2 separate regions of the Gossypium arboreum genome follow, and region 1 is linked to region 2. The links are chromatin contacts, called in public Hi-C maps. All regions are on one chromosome and are shown on one strand. Each heading gives the region's core, a stretch centred on a gene start, on an enhancer-like site or on the middle of the called end of the contact. The rest is flanking DNA. Distances are from core to core; before and after follow the strand shown.

What was found. A called contact is a pair of places that touch in the nucleus more often than the background predicts.
Region 1: a Hi-C map of leaf shows a contact between it and region 2, with 3 times the contacts expected there. The contact joins the promoter of LOC108454816 here to the promoter of LOC108484606 in region 2. A contact is called at or near these places in 2 of 5 Hi-C or Micro-C datasets (both in leaf).

What each region holds. Positions count from the first base shown.
Region 1 is chr6:3,828,178-3,833,148 of ASM2569848v2, forward strand. It overlaps LOC108454816 (ALA-interacting subunit 1-like), which reads left to right and starts at 1,655. Exons shown (of 8, transcript XM_017753397.2): 1 at 1,655-1,932; 2 at 2,257-2,315; 3 at 2,534-2,608; 4 at 2,688-2,804; 5 at 2,971-3,041; 6 at 3,265-3,562; 7 at 3,643-3,932; 8 at 4,049-4,310. The coding sequence starts at 1,842. The coding sequence ends at 4,109.
Region 2 is chr6:3,526,061-3,531,553 of ASM2569848v2, forward strand. It overlaps LOC108484606 (probable receptor-like protein kinase At1g80640), which reads left to right and starts at 2,243. Exons shown (of 10, transcript XM_017788457.2): 1 at 2,243-2,713; 2 at 2,866-3,036; 3 at 3,142-3,392; 4 at 3,803-3,935; 5 at 4,034-4,097; 6 at 4,180-4,276; 7 at 4,365-4,464; 8 at 4,594-4,712; 9 at 4,798-4,887; 10 at 4,967-5,284. The coding sequence starts at 2,578. The coding sequence ends at 5,092.

The sequences.
Region 1 (4,971 bases), core at 405-2,904, 300 kb after region 2:
TAGGATTTAGGTTTGATTTTAATTTGTTGGGCCGGGCAAATTTGGGCCTCTACAGTAATTTTTATGATTGGGTTGGGTTGGGTTGGGTACTTGGGTTTATATATATTAGATTGGGTTTATGTTGGATTGGATTTGAGTAAATATACTAGGCTATTTATATATTATAATTTTATTTATTAATTTTTTTGGTTAACTAAAAAATTCGGTTAACTAACCGGTTTCGAACTGAATTAGCCGTTAACTGAAAACTCAAAAAATTATTAATTGACCCCCAATCGAATTAATTCGGCTAACCGACCGATTAACTGAATTCGGTCAGCTAATCGAATTTTTTCAGTTTTACCCTAATTTTGCACACCCCTAACTGAAATGGACTTAAATTATATTTTGTATGAGTTTATTTATATCAAATTACTCTCTAGGCGAAGTCCATTGAGTAAGAAGTTCTCGAACTACGTAATCAAACTTTTGTGTTCATCTCCTATTTTATTATTATTAGTTCAGTTACAATTGAAGGTAAAATCAACAAATTCACCTTTTAACTTCACAACTATAAAAGAAAAAAGCTCTCATTTATTTATTTTTATTTTTATTTTTATTTTTATTTTTATTTTTAATACGAATTAAAAACACATTGTGATTTTTTAAACTTATTTTCGAAATTAAAAATTCTACTATCACTCCAAATGGGGGAGTTTTGCACCAAACATCTCCAAATTATGACTTACACTTTGAATTGGTCCTCATACTTGAGAATATTCTAATTACATCCTTAAACTGTTGATGTTATATTAATTAGGCCATTCCATTATTAAAACATTAATTTAATCATTAAATGATACATCAAATATTATATGACATAATTTAAAATAAAGAATTTAAATAAAAGTAAAACGTTGCCGCTTAACTTTTAAAAATAAAACTAAAAACAAAATAAATCAAAAAAGAGAGATAACGATATTACTTTTGTAAAATCTTGAAAACCTCAAAATCAAGAATTTTTTCGACATATATTTTTACAATATTCATAGTTCTTTAAAATTTTCATTTTAAATCATGTCACATAAGATATGATGTGTAATTTAATGGTTAAATCAACTATTTTAGTAATTGAAGGACCGAATTGATATAACCTTTATAATTTAAAGATATAATTAGAGTATTTTAAAGTTAGAAAACCAATATAAAATAAGAATCATAGTTTGAAGATATATGGTGCAATTAATTGAATAAATAAATGCATTTAATGAAGCGTGACAATCGTAATAAATGTTAAGACTTCACTCCATCCTAATTTGAAATTTAAAATTATTATTTTACTCTTGTAATTTTTAGTATCAAATAATTTTACCAAGATTTTTGGAATTGGATCGATGACTGAATTGATTAGGCAATCGGATCACCGATCCAATTGCTAGGACCAGTTTATCTAGCTTGATTAAATAGATCATTAAAAATTTATAAAAAAATATTAAAAAGTAAAAATTTAGTTCAATCGGTTTTTTACTCAATTCAATTTGTGCATACTAATTCTTAAATCAATCAATTAAATATTTTTCTCGTGACTAATATTTTAATCAATTTTCGATCCAATGGACAGGTATGATATGATAGAGGTATTAAGGTTGTCTATTATAAGTTTACATTAAAGACTATCCGATTCTCTCTCATTTCCAATCGTTTTGTAATTGTCTATTCATTCCTACCACTCCAAGCTGCCTAACCAACTTTCTTTTTTTCTTAATATCAAATTTTCTTTTATTATAGTCTTGCCCTTTCCTTGGCCACCCCCCTAATATTCCAAAAAATCCACTTTTCCACAACAAACTATTTCATACGATATGGATACCAACGGAGCCACCACGAGCTCCGCCGCTGGTGGTGGTTCAACTTCTAAATCTTCCAGCAAAAAGCATTCCAGAAAACCCGTATGTATGTTCCCTTCTTTCCCCCCTTTCCTCTTCATCTCTCTCACTACCGCATTGCCTTGCTGGATTTTATTTATTTATTATCATTTCTTTTCTTTTTCATCAATCTGTTAATGGGTGCAATGTGGGTCATAATACCCAATGTCAAAACAACAAGGAAAAAGAAACTCTGGGTTTTGGTTGGAATTTGATGAGTATATAGTTTCGTGTCCATTTTTTGATAATTTGTTCTTGGTGAATGGTTAAGGATTTTATGTAGTTTTTTTTTTTTCGGAATCAAGGATTGGGCTTTTTGTTAAATTCTCATATTTGTTTTGTTTGGTTGCAGATTCTAGGTTCACGCAGCAAGAGCTTCCTGCTTGCAAACCTATTCTTACACCTGGATTGGTATGAACATATACATATGTATATGTATGTATATATGTATGTATGCATGTATGTGTGTATGTATGTATGGAACTTTGATGACATAAGCACTTGAACACATTCATTATGTCTCAAACTTTAGCTCTATCTTTTTACTCGGATCTACCTAGGTAGGAGGAAGCTATGATTTTTCTCATATTTATTTTAATACTTTTTTTTTGGGGGGGGGGTATTTTCAGGTCATTTCAACATTTACCATCATAGGAATCATCTTCATCCCATTGGGACTTGTTTCATTGTCTGCTTCAGAAAAGGTAGTTTATTCTTTTATTTTGTTCGTTGCTATTGATCCATGTTTAACTTAAAATTCTTTTGTTGCTTTGTTGTATATAGGTGGTGGAAATCGTCGATCGTTATGATGAAAGTTGTGTTCCTTCTGATTATTCCAATGATAAGCTTAAATTTATCCAAAATCCATCAATTAATAAATCTTGTGTTAGGACTTTGACGGTTAGTCCAATGCTTTCTCTGTTTTTTTGTTTTGTTTGTTAATGATGTTCAAGGGATTTCTAGCTTATATCTGTTTTTCGTGTTCTTCGACATTTCGTCTTAACATGTCCATTCTGCTAACGAGTATTAACTTACCCTTTCCTTTATAATTCCTCCTCTTTTCCAGGTTCCTAAGCTGATGAAAAGCCCTGTTTTTATCTATTATCAGCTTGATAACTACTACCAAAACCATCGCCGGTACGTGGAATCTTATTCAAAGAAATGTTCTATATTTATACTTGTTTATTGATACCATGTTTAAGTTTCATGATTGTTTACATTTTATTGGATTTAGAAGGACCTGATTTAGGCATAAAATTTCTTTTGCAGTTCCTTTTATGGAGCTTGATGTTGAAAACCTTTTAATATTTTTAGTTTTCATCTTTCGAAATATTTTCTAAATGCGGAAAAACATTTGCAGTTATGTAAAAAGTCGGAGTGATAAACAATTGAGGAGCGTGTCAGATGAGAAATCCACAAAAGATTGTAGCCCTGAAGACAAAACGGTGGATGGTCCAATTGTTCCCTGTGGTCTTGTCGCATGGAGTTTGTTCAATGACACATACGTGTTTTCGGTGAATAGTAAGACAATAGAAGTAAATAAACATGACATAGCATGGAAGAGTGACAAAGAGCATAAATTCGGATCGAATGTATATCCGAAAAATTTCCAGAGTGGAGGCTTGATCGGAGGTGCAAAACTGAATTCCTCTGTACCTGTAAGTATACCGTGCTTGTCATATTTGCATATTTAAGTGATGTTCTGGTTTGAGATTATGAATTTTGGTTGTGGATGCAGTTAAGTAAACAAGAGGATCTGATGGTATGGATGCGGACTGCGGCACTGCCGACATTCAGGAAACTGTATGGGAAGATAGAGCAAGACCTCCAAGCGAATGAGAAAATACAGGTCGTAATCCAGAACAATTACAACACCTACAGTTTTTCGGGGAAGAAGAAGTTGGTACTTTCAACCACAAGTTGGATAGGTGGGAAAAATGATTTCCTGGGAATTGCATACATTATTGTAGGAGGGCTGTGCTTGTTTTTAGCAGTCTGCTTCATACTTCTTTATGTTATCAAGCCAAGGTGAGCTTCGTGCCGACGATGAAAAGTTTTAACTCAATAAGCAAGGTTAAGATTTTGCCGTATGTCTTTAAGATGTATTTTATGTGTTAAATACTTTGTTTAATTATGATGTGCAGGCCACTTGGTGATCCGTCCTACTTGTCTTGGAACAGAAGTCCAGCTGGCCATCCAAATTAGGATTATGTCATATATTTATATTATGTAAACTCACTCCTCCTATATACCTATTTTCCCATGACAAGGAAACTTTAACATTCATATCCTTTCCTATTCTCTTTTCTTTCTTTCTTTTTTTTTAATTATTAATATTACTATTACTGTAATCCATTTTGTGTAGACCCAACCCCAATAATATTTATTTGTTTGTTTTTCTGATAACTAGTTTTAAACTCATGACATTACCATGCTTGTCAAAAGGAAATATATATATACCTCCATATTCCTTTTCCTATTGATCATTGAACTTGTATCATTGAGTTTTATGAGCTATAAACTCGTTGATGCATATACTTTAGAAAGGAAGAAGGGAAAAAATGAGTGATAATCCGGTAGATTGAGCTAACTCCAATGCCGGCATTGGAAGGGCAGCGAAGAAGGTACTATGTAAGGAGGATTTTTTCACCTGATGAAGGGGATATGATGGATTAAACGATGGATAAAGGTCATGTTTTGTTTAAGGATATTGTATTGGGAAACGGAAAAGGGACAAGTAATTCCAGGCTGATGCTGGAGGAGGATGACAGAGATCTTTTAGATAATGATGTTCAAATGGAATTTGCAGATGGTTTACCATCAACCGGGTTCTCGGACAGGGTGCAGGCATTGCTGCAAAACAGCATGAAGTCCATAATGATAAAGATATTAGGTCTAAAGATCGGTGGTCTTAATGCTATGCTGAATAAGATTTACGCAGTTTGTCTAAGCTATCCATTTAGTTAATGGATCTTGAAAACAGTTACTACTTGGCCAAGTCTGAATGCAAGGAAGATTATACCCTATTATACATGTGACTTATGTGACAAATAAATGAGTCAAAGCT
Region 2 (5,493 bases), core at 993-3,492:
GGGTACACGGTCGCGTGGAGAGGCTGTGGCCGTGTTGTGTTCGAAAAAACAGCTTATAGGGGAGACGTGACCATGTGACAGGCTGTATGAAAGGTTCTAGGCCATGTGAGAAGCGAAAACCTAGGGTTTCAGGGGTGGCATGGTCATGTGTGTGGTCGTGCAGTCCACACGGGTAGCCCACATGCCCATGTGGTAGGCCGTGTGATCTAGCTGGGTTCAGTTTTACCTCGATTTTCTCGTAAAAAAAATACATCTGACTTTTAGGGTCTCAAACAACAATCCTCACATCCAAATTTGATTTAGGATACCTACAACGGGTCTTTCAATTGACAAATATGTAAGAATTAATATCAACTTTCAAGATTTATCGTAATTATCAAGATTATCGGAAAAACTCGTAAAAGATGTGAAATCAATTTTGGAAAATTGTCAAGAACGATGTTATTCAAGAATTCTAGGGTTCTTCTTAATTAGAAATAAGAATGCTTACCGATTTTGGCACGTTATAAATGAAATTGACATCGTTACTCTAAATCGACATGAAGAATAGATTAAACAAGGTTGATTTCGGGTTCGGGTTTCAAAAATAAAATTTCCATTAAAAGAATATGGAGAATTTTATGAAAAAGAAAAGAGGAAATAAAAGAAAAATATGTATCTAACGAAGAGAAATACTAATTAGGGTTGAAAAAGAAGTAAAAATCCACATGTGATTAGGAAAAATATGAATTAAATAGTTAAGGTTTTCACACTTTAAGGGCTGATTTGGGAAATAAACCATTATACCAAAATTTAAAACAAATGGAAAAGAATTCACATGATTTGAACCTGATGCAAGGGGGAATTATACTAAGGCCTTACCATTTGGAATACTATCCATTCTTAATTATTTTCTACTACATTTATATGTATACTAACTTGATTTTGTTCCTTAATTACTGAAAAAATAAAGGGAAATGGAAAGAGTGAAGCTTAAACCTTGGTTCTCTAGAGAATTTGCTAAGCTCTCTACTACCTAAACTAGAGTTTCTTTTTTGTTAATTCTAACCTTATAATTTTTGGGGTGTTACATATTTACTTATCTTATTCAACATTTTTTTGAAAATTTTATGTTAAGTAAAAATTAAAATTAAAATTAAAATAATTATTAAATATTGATTTTCAATGGTTTATCAAACATATTTCTTTATCTAATTTTTATTTTATTAAAAATTCTATAAAATTATTTTTATTTATAAATTACCAAACGTGTTTAAATATTTAATTTTCAAGTGATTGAAATTTTTTCATCCGGTTATCAAATAATCCTGAACTTTTATTAAAAAAAGTATCTATTTTTAATTGTAATTTTCCTTTTGAAATTTAATTATTATTATTTTTTCAAAACACCTTTTGAATGATTGAATATCTATACGCAAGTCCAGCTAGATGAAATAGAAAGAGTCAAAATAGTGTACTAATTTGTTTTGTAACCAAACTGAAAATCTAATTTTTTTTTCCCGAATCAAAATTTTATTTAAGAATACTGATAGATAATAAAAACAGTATGTATCGATTGTCCCGTAGGGACCAGATGAACACTACCTAGCTAATAAGGAATGTAGCTGAAAAGTTTTTTTTTAAAAAAGGTTAAATTCCGCCATTAAGTCCTTATACTTTATAGAATTTGTGAATTTAGTCCCTATATTTTAATTTGATCAATTTGAGTCCTTTTCATTCTTGAATTGATGAATTTTAGTCTCTATACTTTTTGAGTTTTAGAATTTTAGTCTTGACCCAAACAGTAGCAATTAAATTCGTTTGGTTAAATTACTAGTCTTTTACTTTGTGTATAGTAGTAGATTTAATTAATATTCTCTAGTTCGATCATTCTAAGTCCCTATACTTTTCAATTTTTAAAATTTTAATCCATTAATTGAATTTTTACTAAGTAATATATGGAAATAATAATCTGGCATGCCATCACATATATGATAATATGTTTGCAGTATTATATTTTGAAAATAGCAGAACTTAACTGAATGAATTCAATAATTGCTGTTTGGTGATGATTGAAATTTTAAAAGTAACCAAATTAAAATATAGGATCTAAATCCATAACTTTCACAAATACAGGGACTGATAGTAAAATTTAACCGAAAACAAAAAGGAGTGATGTTCCATTGCCCTTTCTTAGCTTACTACCATTATCCACATCCATTTCCAACTGTCCATCCAAAGCAAACTCACATAACTTCATAAATTTTTTCCCTTTTTCATAACTGCCACACATGGATACACTTCACTTTTGTCTATATCCCCCATCTCTGCTCTTTTCTCTCTCTTTAACACACATTCACACAAAAAGTGACAAAATCAATTAGATTATACGTATTTAATTGAATAAGAAAGATCTCTCCTTCTCTACTTTTTTCTTCTTCCTTTTTCTCTTTTTTTCTTGGTTTGCTTGCAACAATACTTACCACTTTTTGTCTCCATTTTCTTACATTTTCTTTTTCCAAAGAAAGGGTATTTTTTTTCTTAGATTCAAAAGTGAAACAGCAAACATCTTTCTTCTCTTTGTCTTAGTGGAGAGACATGAATCTTCTCTGTCTGTTATTACTTCCCATGTGGCAATGTTTCTTGTCTTTGTTATCACTTGTAATTCTTGCTAGAACCACACCTGTCTCCACTGTTTCTTCCTTTTCTTCACAAATGGAAGCTGTTTCCCCAGGTATTTCTTCTTCATTGCTCTAAATGCTTTACCACCATTAGATGCTTTGCATTGGGATTTAGACCATTTGAGATTTTTGGGAAACTAGGGATAAGTGCTAGCTTCATCAAAAACAATATATAATGCTTAACGCTATGTTAATGGTAAAGCAGGAATGGCAGTGATTAAAGTAGTGCACCATCAAGATTTGAACAAGAGAATCCTTGTTACTCTAATTGTTGCTTCCACTCTCCTTTGTGGGATATTGCTCTTTTTGTTATATTTCTGGATTTGTAGACACAAAATCATGAAGAATTCCAATGGGGAAGCCAAACGGAATCTGGGTATCTTTTTGTCTTACTCAATCACCTTTGTGTTTTGGTCTCAAAGTCTTGTCTGTTGATTGCAACTGTGTTCTTTGTTTTGGTTTTTTAATATGCAATCTGAAGAACCTACAAAAACACTTTCGTTGAGTCCAATTGTGGATCAGTTTAATTCATTACCAATGGCTAGCAAAAAGGGTTCAGTAGCTGTTATTGAGTATCGGTTATTGGAAGCTGCGACGAACAATTTCCGGGAAAGTAATGTTTTGGGTCAAGGCGGTCGTGGACGTGTTTATAAAGCATGTTTTGATGGGAAATTTCTTGCTGCTGTGAAGAAATTAGATGGTGGAGGACATAATGTTGAAAGAGAATTCGAGGTGATATTTTGTTGCAAAATTGAACTTGATATGAATACAGTCTATTGAGGGTCGGGAGAAGTCTTCCAAGTCAGGCAGCCGACTGAACCAGAGTGGTACCATATCCCTCAACAAGTGACTTATACCCCATAGGTCAGGGGTTCAAACCCCACTACAGTCGAGCAGCTCCCGGCTCTGTGAACCAGGCTCTCAGGACAGCTGCTCATGCCACGCTGACTCTCGGCAGAACACAAGAGACAAAATCCTCTCCTAGAAGAAAATACTTTAGTTTATTGGAGGACTGGATCGGCTGTCAAGTGAATGACACTTAGAAGACTTCTCCCAAAGGAGCTGATCTCCCCTCGACATAGTCTCTTTCGGATCTAATGTCTTTCCCCAGCCTTTATTCGATATTCATTGAATGTGTGCAGAATGAGGTCGATTGGATGATCAAAATCCAGCATCAGAATATAGTTTCACTATTGGGATATTGTATCCATGGTGAATCAAAGTTACTTGTTTATGAAATGATGCAAAATGGTTCTTTGGAGAGTCAATTACATGGTATAAACTCTGTTTCTTATTTGAAACTAACAATGTGGAAGAAGCTAAAATATATTGTCTTTGATCTAATTTCATCGATTTCGTTTTGGACGTTACAGGACCGACTCGAGGATCAGCTTTAACTTGGCAACTACGGATGAAAATCGCAATCGATGTTGCAAGGTGAAACTCTGAGCCAATTATGTTTTAATCTCTAATTTGTTGCTATAACATGGTTCTAAATTTTTTCATTGATCTCTGATAGAGCGTTAGAATATCTTCACGAGCACTGTAATCCACCCGTTATTCATCGAGATATTAAGTCATCTAACATTCTTCTGGACTCCAATTTCAATGCTAAGGTAACATTATGTACGATGCTATCACTAACAAACCTCGTCTTTGCATACCTTTGCATATATGTTAACCAGAATGGTTTCCGTTACTTAGCTGTCGGATTTTGGCCTTACTGTGGTTACTGGATCTCAAAACAAAAACGTAAAGTTGTCAGGAACGTTGGGGTATGTAGCTCCAGAGTACCTCTTAGAAGGTAAGCCAAAGTTCCACATTGTTAACACATAACTAAGTCCAAATGAAATCTGTTCCATTTTCTGGTCCAGAGTACCAAATTTGGTCTCGATTTTTATTTCAATAGTAACAAAGAGTGTTTTTTTCTCAGGCAAATTGACTGATAAAAGTGACGTATATGCTTTCGGAATCGTCCTGCTAGAGCTGCTAGTTGGAAAGAAACCGCTAGAGCAAATGTCACCATCTCGGTGCCAATCGATCGCCACTTGGGTAATTTTCTTTCAACCTAAGATTTACCTCTAGGAGTAATTGTTTTACCGTATGTTGAACTTCATATTATTTGCTATTTTGACAGGCGATGCCCCAACTTACCAACAGATTGGAACTTCCGAATATAGTGGATCCATTAATAAGAGACACAATGGATTTAAAGCACCTATATCAGGTATATCGAAAAGAATATTCGTGTTGTCATATGACCTCGATCTGGTCTTAAAAGTTGATTCATATTGTGTACTGAATAGGTCGCTGCTGTTGCTGTGCTGTGCATACAACCTGAACCGAGTTATCGGCCATTGATAACTGATGTCCTGCATTCTCTCATCCCTCTTGTGCCTATGGAACTCAGAGGTTCGTTAAGAGTTACATAAGCTGTCCTTCCTTCTTCCTCGTCCTCTCTTTCGTGATGATTATACGAACTGCTTCTTTTGGTACAAGATTACAATGTAAAGTGATGTAAAATCAATAATTTCATGTCTCTTTGATACATCTTTCTAATACAGATAGTTAGAACAGAAAAACTCCTTTCATAACTTCAATAAGAAAGTTATGTTCCATTCTCTGCAGCATTGTGATTAACAATTTTATCGCACTGTCAACTGTTAGTATCGTGGTGTATTTGTTGACACCTAATCTCGGGTTCTAACCTTGACAACCGCTTTCCCCTATACTCGTATTAGTAAGTTTATCTTTTGGTCACTCAATATTAAAAAGTTATAAAATATTTATTAAATTATTCAAAAGTTTTCAATTAAGTTACTGGATTGTATGA